2 separate regions of the Triticum aestivum genome follow, and region 2 is linked to region 1. Evidence: chromatin contacts called from public Hi-C data. All regions are on one chromosome and are shown on one strand. Each heading gives the region's core, a stretch centred on a gene start, on an enhancer-like site or on the middle of the called end of the contact. The rest is flanking DNA. Distances are from core to core; before and after follow the strand shown. Region 1 holds the start of LOC123187348 (importin-11). Region 2 holds the start of LOC123187350.

Region 1 (5,172 bases), core at 802-3,301:
CTTAACATGCTTGAATTCAAAAGAAATAGTGGAGTTAATACACATCTGCTAATGTTGTGTGCCTGTGTGCGACGATGCACATTACGGGCCAACTAGCTGGTACTATGCCAAACTAATAATTTGAAACCCGGAAAATCAAGAGTGATACTACTTATAGATGGATATGTGATTTTTGCAAAATCAAATACCTCAGCATAATTCCTCTGATCAACAGCAAGCCGTTTAGTTGACAGCTCCTTTAAAGTTCGAAATAAGACCATAAACACACGATGTGAAGCAAGAACATCAGCAGATTGCAGTTGTTGTGCCAATATAGAGAAAAGGTCCCGCCTGAATGATATGACCGTGAGCAACACCTCAATTCATGTGGAAGATAGTTGACAAGAATTGTGCTAAAAACGCTTACCATTCTCTTGGGTAATCCAAGCGTGCAATCTTCGAGATTAGTACAGCTAGCTGAAGTGCAATCTACATTACAACATTAAGATAACATACTCGCATTAATAAACATGATGTCCGTTTGATATCATAAGATCATGTATAATACATGTTATCTAGTCTGCACCTGGTTATTCTCCTCTCGTATGTTTAGCAAAAGATTTTTACGAAGGTGGTCCTTCTCCTCGTTGCTAATTCCACTACAACAGATAATGCAAATTGGTAGTGACATGTCAGAGTTCGTTAACAAGGTACCAAGTGTTATCGAAATAAAAGTAACAGCATAAATTCTACTTCGGATGTGCAGAGTTAGGCTTATACAAAAAATCTCCAGTTGTATTACTCCATGGAGAGGTGATCTATAACAAAATTAATATGGTAGTGGATCAGCTACTGCTCTTTCCTGTTGGACACCATCAGCCACAATTCGATAGTTTAAGTTAGGACTCAGGATTATCAGACTAAGGCAAGGACATTTGACAATAAAGCAATACAATTATTCTAACACCGCCGTATAGACAATAAGAAGCATAGGCAGAGCCACAGGGTCTCGATCACAGTATGATGCTCTGACACACATTGCCATTTCTGGCAGCAAAAACACTCAAGGATTCACAATTAACCAATGGAACTAAACATAGGCTCACTAGGAATCCCGGCAGGCCCACCATAGTGGTTGATGGCCTGATGCTACTCTTAACAAATTTACTCCATAGAGAGGTTATCTAGAACACATTTGATTTACAGTGGATCAGCTATTATTCCTTCCTGCTGGAAACCATCAGCTATTTTGCTCCAGAGTATTATGTCAGAACTATCAACGAGACGACGACTCAAAGAAAACAGCATCAAACATTAAAGCAACACCAAGTATATATACAAGTATTCTAGCACCGCCGTGTTGACAGTAGGAAGCTTAGGCAGAGAGCCTAAATTCACAGCATGATGAGATTCTAGCGCACATTGTCACTACTGTCAGCAAAAACACTTGGAGAAAACACTGAATGAATCATAATTAACCAGCGGAGCTGAACAGAAAGGCTCACTAGGAATCCCGGCGAGTCCGCCAGTAGCGGTTGATGCTGTTCTTGAAATAAACCGTGGCGAGCAGGCGCACGTCCTCGCGGCAGGACGAGCCCCTGGCGGAGATGATCTCCTGCAGAAGCACCAGATCAGCAAGTCAGCACGCTCGGACCCCATGGCACCGCTCCCCAATCGCCCGCAGATCGGGGCGCGCCCCGGAGGAGGAAAAGCCCTAGGACCCGTCCCCCCGCGAGGCGAATGAGCGGAGGGGCGGGAGGCGCGGGAATGGGGCGGCTTACCAGGAGGCAGGAGCAGAAGCCGGGGCGGGGCTCGCACTGCGCGAGGGCCGACTCGGCGGGGTGCCGCGTCGCCTCGTCGGCGCTGAGCGAGTTGGCGAGGACCGCGTACATGGTCGGCACGTCGCCGGCGGAGAGGGCCATGCTGTCCCCCGACCAGCGGCGGCCACGGACGGGGAGGACGGCGGCGGCGGCGGCGGCGACTGGGAAGGAATGATCGGAGAGGAAGGAAGGTCGCGTGGGGTTGCGAGCGGAAGAAGGGAAGAAAGGGTGCGGAAGAAGGCTGAGGAGGTCCACCTCCTGGACGGCCGAAGACGTCTACTCTTCCGTAATACGTATTCCAAGGTTTACGTTTTCGTTCCGGAAATACGCCTCCTGCTGCTCACCGTCCGTGGCCGCATGACGTACGCTCTGATTCACGCCAATTCCCGTCAAAAGAAAGAAAATTTTGGCACATAATAAACCAATACATGTGTTTAATTCCCGTGATTACGAAAATAACCATATTATGAAATAAAAATAAATAGAGTGCCTCAAAGTAACTCAAGAACAAAAAAAAAGTGAGGTGTATTCATCAATTAGCTCAATGTCACCCGGAAAGAAAAATTCAACTAGCTCAATGTGCATCCCTATTACAATAAAAGGTCTTTGTTGTCGTGTACAAGCCCACATGTTAAACCACCAACTTTGAAGGAAAGACCCATGTTTCAAATGTAATACTGGCTTTCCATCTTACCGGGCTACAAGTGTTGAACTTCATATTGAACACTTCGCCGGTGTTGACAAAATAAATGATATCCTTCTCGACATCACCACAAGATGCGGGAACCGACTTCGAGAAACACATGCTGACAAAGAGCGCCTGGTCACCACCGAGTCCAACGGTCATCGGAACCCATGCGCCTGCACTCGCCTTGAAAACCTCTACTTGGCAAGTGAAACGTGTTGGCAAACCATTAGGTGCGGTTAATTGCATATAGTGTTTCACCATGAGCAATTTTCCGCAAGACTCCACAAGGTAGCGGAAAATGCTGGTAAGAGCCTTGGAGAGCGCATCATCGTACACATAGTCAAAACCATCGTTTAAAGAATTCTCATCCCTTACCCATGGTTCAATATCCTCCTCACCCTCCTCCTCGTATGCGACATTCATGGTTTCTGATGATGTCACGTCCCATTCTTCGTCAAGATCATCGTTTAATGGCCATGTTAGCTCCACGTTTGATGTTCCCCCTACCACCTTTTCATCCTCATTTGATATCTTTGTTGCCTCCTCGTCTAATGTTTCGACTACCTCCTGATTATCGAAGTCATCTAATGGCACGGTTGCATCTTTGTCTGTTGTCCGTGATGCCTCTTCATCTAGTGTTTCACCATCATACTCATCGAATGCCCCCACCGTCTTCTCCTTTGATGCTCGCACCGCCTCCTCATCTGAAGTTCCAGCTACCCCAACATTGAATGTCTCAGTTGCCTCCTCGTCTGATGCTCCTGCTGCCTCCTCCTCCTCCTCGAACTCGGACTCGGACTCGGACTCGCTCCATGCATTATAGCCATAATGACTTCTTGGTTGCCTCACGACGCGCCTGCCATCGGCAACCATGAGCTTACCGTCACCATCCATTGCCTATATCAATCGGAAAGAGGTTCTCGTCCTGGGTGATCGCGTAGAGTTTGTCTCCCACGAAGGCGATGTCGACGATAAAGTTATAAAGAAGGTCCCACGACCCGGGCAACCAGACGTCCTTGCCTCCACGACTCAAGATGAACGGACGTCTTGTATTGTTCGTTAGGACGGCCACGATCAGGTCACCAGCCGCGGTAGACCACACAAGCACCTTGCGGACTTTGGTAGCCTTGGCGATGACCGCGTCGAGTTCAAGCGGAACGCTTGTGTTCGTGAAAGGATTGTGTAAGAGGAAGTTGCGTCCGTCAGGGTGGTCGTGGTGGCGAAGGGCAATCCAGTCGTCGGTGGAGCCGATGCAGATTGTGTTGTCTGGAAAGGAAGGCAGGGGATATGAGCGGCCGTCGGACGGAGTCATGAAGCTGCCTCCTGGTCGAACAATTAGCTGCCGTGCCTGGTGACCGTGGTAGCGCAGAGCCGAGCGCCACGAGCGGCACACCGCCCGGAAGCGAGCGCGGTCGTTGGGGAACGGGAGGCGGGCGATGAGGAGTCCCAAGAGCTCATGTGGGGAGTTCGGACCATGACGACGCCATGGGCGAGGATCGTTGGTGTGTCTGGCGCGTGTAGCTAGCTATAGCACTTCGCGCTGATCAATTCCAGGAGACTGAATCGTACGAGTTTGCGTGCCGGGGACGCGATTATATATATACACGGATGCAAGCCCCACAGCGACTCGGGGACGGAAAGCCCCACAGCGAAACCAACACGTATTCGATCAGCAATTTTTTATGGAAGAAGAAAACCTCCCACGCGGGTTCGATCAGTATACGTTACTGTTTTCTTTACAGCAGGTTAGAGCAACTCCAACCGAACGACCTGCACAGACGCGCAATTTTTTCGTATTTTGTCCGTTTGGGACAGCCAAGCAGATGTTTGTGTCCGGTTTTGATTTTGAGTCAGCGCATGCACCCAACACCAGCCGGGCGTATTTTTAAACATTAAAACTCCGATCAAACGCCGGTCAAAGTTCACTTAAACTTAATTAAACATAAAAAATACGCCTCCCCGCGGGCTGCCCTAGGCATCGTCGTCCTTCCCCGGGCTTGTGAGGTCGATGAGCTCCGGCGCCAGGCCAGCCCAGGGGAACGCCGTCTCCTAGGCACGGGCCACGTCGGCCCACTGCACCGGTTTCACTGCCGGCTGGGCTGCTGCAACGCGGGCACGACGCTCCTCCTCCTCCTCGCGCTCGATCTGCATGAGCCGCTCGCCGTCGGCGCGCTTGTACGCTAGCACCCGCTGCTTCCACTACTCGAGATTGGCGGCTTCTTGCCCCGGTGTCGCGTCGAGCCAGACGGGGGGCGTGCTGAGCCACTCGTGCAGCTGGCCGGTCCAGACGTAACACTCAATGGGCTCTGTCGGCGCCGGCTCGGCCTTGGGCGTCGGGAGAGTGAGCCTCGGCGGTTGCCTGCCGCAGAGAGGGCGGGGGCATCCGCCAGCCTCGCCTGGTAGTCCGCCTCCACCTTACGGCACTCCTCCTCGACGAAGGTTTGCATGGCCGCTGCAAACGCCGCCTGGTACGCATCCTCCTCCTCCTCCGGCTTGATGGCGGGGGGGGGGGGGCAGAGAGTTGATGTGGTGTTCCTGGATGTCGAGGCAGCGTTGCTCCTCGTGGTTGAGGGCAAACCACATCTCCTAGTAGGGAGAGTCCGAACCATATACGCCGGCATCTGATGTTGCTTCAGCGTGAGGAGGTACCGTCGCATGCGCACCTCCTCGGCATGCGCCCGCTGT
Region 2 (5,172 bases), core at 690-3,189, 210 kb after region 1:
ATGTCGTGCTAATGATGGACATGTTTATGCCAATTTGTTGTTTTCTTTATGAGTACATTGAATGTTTTATTTGGGTTCCTAAGGCCCTTGTTACTAACAAAAGAGGACCCATTCAAGAATGAGTGCCTAAATCCAAGCATTGATCTTATGTAGGAGTTTGCTTTCGGTGGAGTTTCATGGTTTATTGATAGTCGAGCGACAAATCGTATGACCAGAAGCAAAGACTTGGTGGTGGATGGCAATCCCGATGCATCTATTGTCACCCATGTCCAATTTGGCGATTCTCCAATGTCAAAGGTATTGGGTCTGGGTAAGGTCTCACCGGACTTGTCCATTAGAAAGGTCATGCTTGTTGAGACCCTTGCAAACAATTTACATTTTGTTCGCTAACTTGCACTTATCGATTATTCAAGATATACATGGGTATACTTCTTCAAGAAGAAGAGTGCGACCCAACAAACCGTGGTCGATTTTGCCAATGAAGCTCAACATCAACACAATGCAAAGCTATTAGCAATAAGAAGCGACAACGACACCGAGTTCAAGAACTACACCTTGTATGAGTTTCTTAGTAATGAGGAATCAAACATCAATATTCCGTTGTGTATACCCCTCAACAAAATGGTGTCGTGATGAGAAAGAATCGGACATTGATGGATGCGACAAGGACCATGATGACAGAGTTTAAGTCTTCGTACAACTTTTGGGCTGAAGCCATCAACACAGCATGCCATGCATCCAATCAGCTCTATCTCCGTAAGATATTGAATAGAACTCTAGCCATATGAGATACCTACATGTAACAAGCCAGACATCAAGTACTTCTGGGTGTTTGGTTGTAAGTGTTTCATTCACAAGAAAGGTGTTCGTTTGTCTACATTTTGTCACTCAGCAGCGACCCCCGGTCTCAGCATCCTAGCATCCCCCGTTGCCTTTGTAGCACCTGCCAGCCGGAGGCAAACCCTGTGCTACAAAAACCCATAGCAGCACCGAGGACGAGTGGTGGCTATATTTTGCTTTGCCACGACGGGCAGGAGCAGCCGTTGCAGCAAACGACGATACATCTCGACGTTACACGCATACAGGAGGAGAAGATTGCAGTAGCGGTGGCCATCGACTTGCCGGTGTCAACCCCGATCTAGAAGAATGGGAAAGGGCAAGGTGAGGAGGAAAAAAATTGTATGAGACCAGGTTTCACGGTTAGCAGGTGAGACCCATCCTGATGGATGACACATGACATTCACAAATCACAAAGCATCTAATCTCTCTTCCCCCTGATTTTAAGTGGGGGTGGGGGATGCTTTGTGATTTATGAATGCCACGTGTCATCCATCAGGATGGGTCTCACGTGAGACCTGGTCTCATAGAATTCTTTTCCAGGTAAGGAGGGGAGAGGATCTGCATGATGGGAAAAAGATGTGGCGAGGAAGACAAAGTAGATGGGAAGACATCTCTAGAGAAGAGATATGGTGGGACCCACAAGGGCATGTGGCAGTTAAGGAAGGCGACTTGCGCTAGCGCTGGATCAATGGGGTAACATAAAATGTTTCCCTATTACAATATACTATATGCGCTAATACCAACAAACAATACAAAAATCAGAACCAACATGTGGTTGAATGGCTAGAGGAACAGTGGTATCCCCAACCCACCAGGGTTCAAGTCCTGGTGCTCGGATTATTTCTAGATCTATTTCAGGATTTTCGACGATGCGCTTTCAGTGAGAGGAGACGTTCCCGTCAATACGGTGACTTTGTAAATCTCAAGATGATATGTCGACTCAGTCGCTCCAATGTGCTCATAGGGGTAAGGTGTGCGTGCGTGTGTTCATATAGATGTGTGTATGCGCGCTTGTGTCTATACTGTGTTTAGAGAAAAAATAACCAACCATTTTTCGAGAAACAGAAAGGGAAAAAAACAACCTCCCGAAAAAAGGGGATAATATAAATAGGAGATGCCCTCGAAGCGAACACTTTCCCTGTTCATCCTTCGGTCGCTCGGTCGCAGTCGCACCGCCGTCAACGACAACAACATCCGCGCGAGGATCACGCCCGTCCCTCCTTCCTCCGATCCGATCTCACCAGAGCGAGGTAACCCTCGATCTCTCCCCCTAGATCCCCGGCCTTAAACGAATCGCTCGGATCAGACGAATCCCTAGATCCAAATCTTAAACGAATCGAGGTGATTAATCGATCGTTCGTGTGATATTCCTCCTGTTCAGATCAGATCTGGTTCAATTCCGTACAGAATTCGTTCAGATCAGATCTGGTTCAATTCCGTACAGAATTCCTGGATCGAATCCTGTGATTATTGGGAATTTGTGATGCATGCAGATGGGTGGACGCGGAGGTCGCGGAGGTCCCGGGGGCCGGGGCGGCGGCCGGGCGGCAGGGGCAACGCCGCTGGCCAGGGAGGGCCAGTGGCAGCTCCCGTCATCTACTGGTTCTGCGAGCACTGCGGGGATCTGCGCCATGACAATCAAGCACGTCACCTCGTGAACCACATCTACATGGAACACCAGGAAACCCAGCAGCGCCTCCGCCAGCTGCAGGCGCGTGAGGCGTATCAGCGAGCCCATGGTGGCTCGAAGAAGAGGGGCAACCGCCGCCGCCACTGAATGAAGGTACAGTGCGGCTAAGAAAGCATAGAAGTTTTATTGTGGACTGCTAGATTAGAACATGGAGACAATCCTTTTATGATTGACATAAAGCACTTCGACAGCCTATGATCAATGCCACGATGACAACTGCCTGCTGTATGTATATGATTACAGGATTCAGAAAGTTCAACTAGTCTAAAATCCATGGTGTTTCCTGTCATCAAACAATAAAAATTTATTCTAACATAACATGATTCTCACTTTGTTGAACACTATTACAGTGGCTTAAGAAAGTTTTGGTTGTTTCCTCTGTTCCGGTTAATCAGCTGAGAGGCTGCTTAACTAAAATCAATGGTGTTCTGAACCTATAGCAGAGTCCCTTTTTCTTCTGAACTCTGCCCCACACTACTCATTTTTTCTTTCGTAACTTCTCTGCTGCATGCATTTCCTGTAACATACTATGCGAGACTTGAGGACTTGACTATGATGAGTATGGTTTAGACTTGAATGACTGCTATGAACCTATAGACTACTGATGGAACCTGCTTATGAATGCTGGTTCTATCAAAGCACTTTTTCTATGGCTTGTGTTGAAATTACGCAATGATGGACAATACTGAAGTATGCAGCATAATGATTAGGGCCTGGGTTATCTAAAAAAACCATGATTCTTAATTTGTTAAACATTGTATTTACACGAAATACAAAGGCTTCAGAAAGTTCATTTGTCATTTTGGGTCTTTTCTTGTATCTGCCATGTCCGTTGGTTGTTTCCTAGGTTACAGTTAGTCAGCACAAAGGTAGATGGACTAAAATCCACGTTGTTCCCTGCCAAACAATAGAGTTTATGTTAGTTGCATGCTATTTTATAGTACATACAAAAATAAACCAACATAACATGCTGACATTACTTTTCTTGTGATCACAGGTAGAAGACTAAGTAACACTACTGAAGTCACCTGCGCAAATCTTCCAGCATTATCAATCTTATTTCCGCATTTTCTTTCTGCAAATAAATAGCTATATCAGACTCCCCTGCGGCAAGCTCTTGCAAGACCAATGTTATTTCTGTAATTTTTCTTCTGTGCACAAATAGTGAGACAATATGAGTTTATATCAGTGAGACTGAATTACGATGAGCGAGATAAAGCAAAGTTGTTTGCTGCGATTTGTGTTTGACTGCCTGTTTTGAACCTATAGTATGATGATGGAACCTGGTTATGCTGATTCTGTGTCGAGATCAGGAAAGTGTTTTTCTATGGCTTGTGTTTGATTTATGTTGAATGACAGCAGCCTGTGAGAAAGGATAAGATGCCAACTGCATGCTTTAAGTCACTAGGGGCTGGGTAAATCTAGAATAATCCTGATTGTCAGCTTGATGCTATCTAAAACAGCTATGATCCTTAGCTTGACAGAGGCTTCAGAAAGTTTACCTGCGTTTTGGGTGTCTAGTCTGGAATCTGCTATGGCGATTGTTGTAGCAGGCTTGTTTCCTGGGTTCAAGTTATTCAGTGGACCTGTAGGAGCCCATCTATTATCTACGATACAACATCCTTGACAGCTCCAGGACCATGGGGGATGAAAACTGAATAGGAATTGGATGCGGCGCCAATCTCTTTGATGGTGTCAAAGTATTGGGTGACCAGAACCATGCCCATGATGTCCTTTGCAGTGGTACCAGGGACGTTCTCCAAGAAAGTGAGGACACATCTCTCGGACCATCCACGATAGCCTGACGCTGCCTTGCAATGCCCACACTAGCCGAGTACCTGGACTCACCTTCTCCTCCTTCTGCTCTTTTCATGTTTAGTATCTTCTCAGCCTCAGCTTTGTCATTGGCTGCCGACCTCATTCTAGCAGCTGTTTCACAAAATCACATTGATATTAAATATGCAAAAGATAACTCTGAGCATGTATCGAATAATCTACTACACTACTCCCTCTGATCAAAATGACGCTGCTTTAGTCCTAAAGCAGCGTCAGTTAATATGGATCAAAGGGAGTAGCATGTTTCGCTGCCAATTTAATCTGGATTGAAATCAAATAATGCAACCAAGTGGCGCAAGGTAGCATTCATCAAAAAATACTCACCGGGCATAATCAGTTCATTATCAGCTCTGAACGATCCGTGTTTACACGATGAACACCACATAGTAAACATGGGCAAACAAGGTTGAATCGGACATGGTGTACACAGCCGGCGGCGAGGAGATCCTGCAAACATTAACAATAAGATTTGAAGGTTGGGAAATAGGGACCATAATTAGAGGTTAATATACTACTCCCTCCGTCTCAAAATATAAGAGCGTTTTTTATACTAGTGTAGTGTCAAAAACGCTCTCATATTATGGGATGGAGGGAGTATATCTTAGTAATGAGGGGATCCGAATATAATCTTACAAGAGGTCTTTGCCGGTTTCTCCACACAAACAAAAATGGGCATTTGTAAAGAAAACCTTTCTTCCTAATGACTACAGTAGAGAATTCCTGCCCGTAACCAGACAAAATTTACTCAACATACAAGCCTGAAAATTTATCGTTGCTACAGACAACCCACCAAAACGTGGCATTGC

What was found. Hi-C and Micro-C count contacts between places; a contact is called where the count stands out from the background.
Region 2: a contact with region 1 is called in a Hi-C map of leaf, with 9 times the contacts expected there. The contact joins the promoter of LOC123187350 here to the promoter of LOC123187348 in region 1. A contact is called at or near these places in 2 of 5 Hi-C or Micro-C datasets (both in leaf).

The regions. Positions count from the first base shown.
Region 1 is chr2A:45,936,218-45,941,389 of IWGSC CS RefSeq v2.1, forward strand. LOC123187348 (importin-11) reads right to left here and starts at 2,052. Exons shown (of 24, transcript XM_044599205.1): 1 at 1,761-2,052; 2 at 1,485-1,594; 3 at 566-638; 4 at 407-468; 5 at 189-330. The coding sequence starts at 1,901.
Region 2 is chr2A:46,149,467-46,154,638 of IWGSC CS RefSeq v2.1, forward strand. It overlaps LOC123187350, which reads left to right and starts at 1,940. Exons shown (of 3, transcript XM_044599206.1): 1 at 1,940-2,090; 2 at 2,334-2,623; 3 at 3,528-3,824. The coding sequence starts at 1,955. The coding sequence ends at 2,617. LOC123187351 (a long non-coding RNA gene) reads right to left here. Exons shown (of 7, transcript XR_006493920.1): 4 at 4,691-4,813; 5 at 4,033-4,459; 6 at 3,511-3,605; 7 at 3,249-3,427.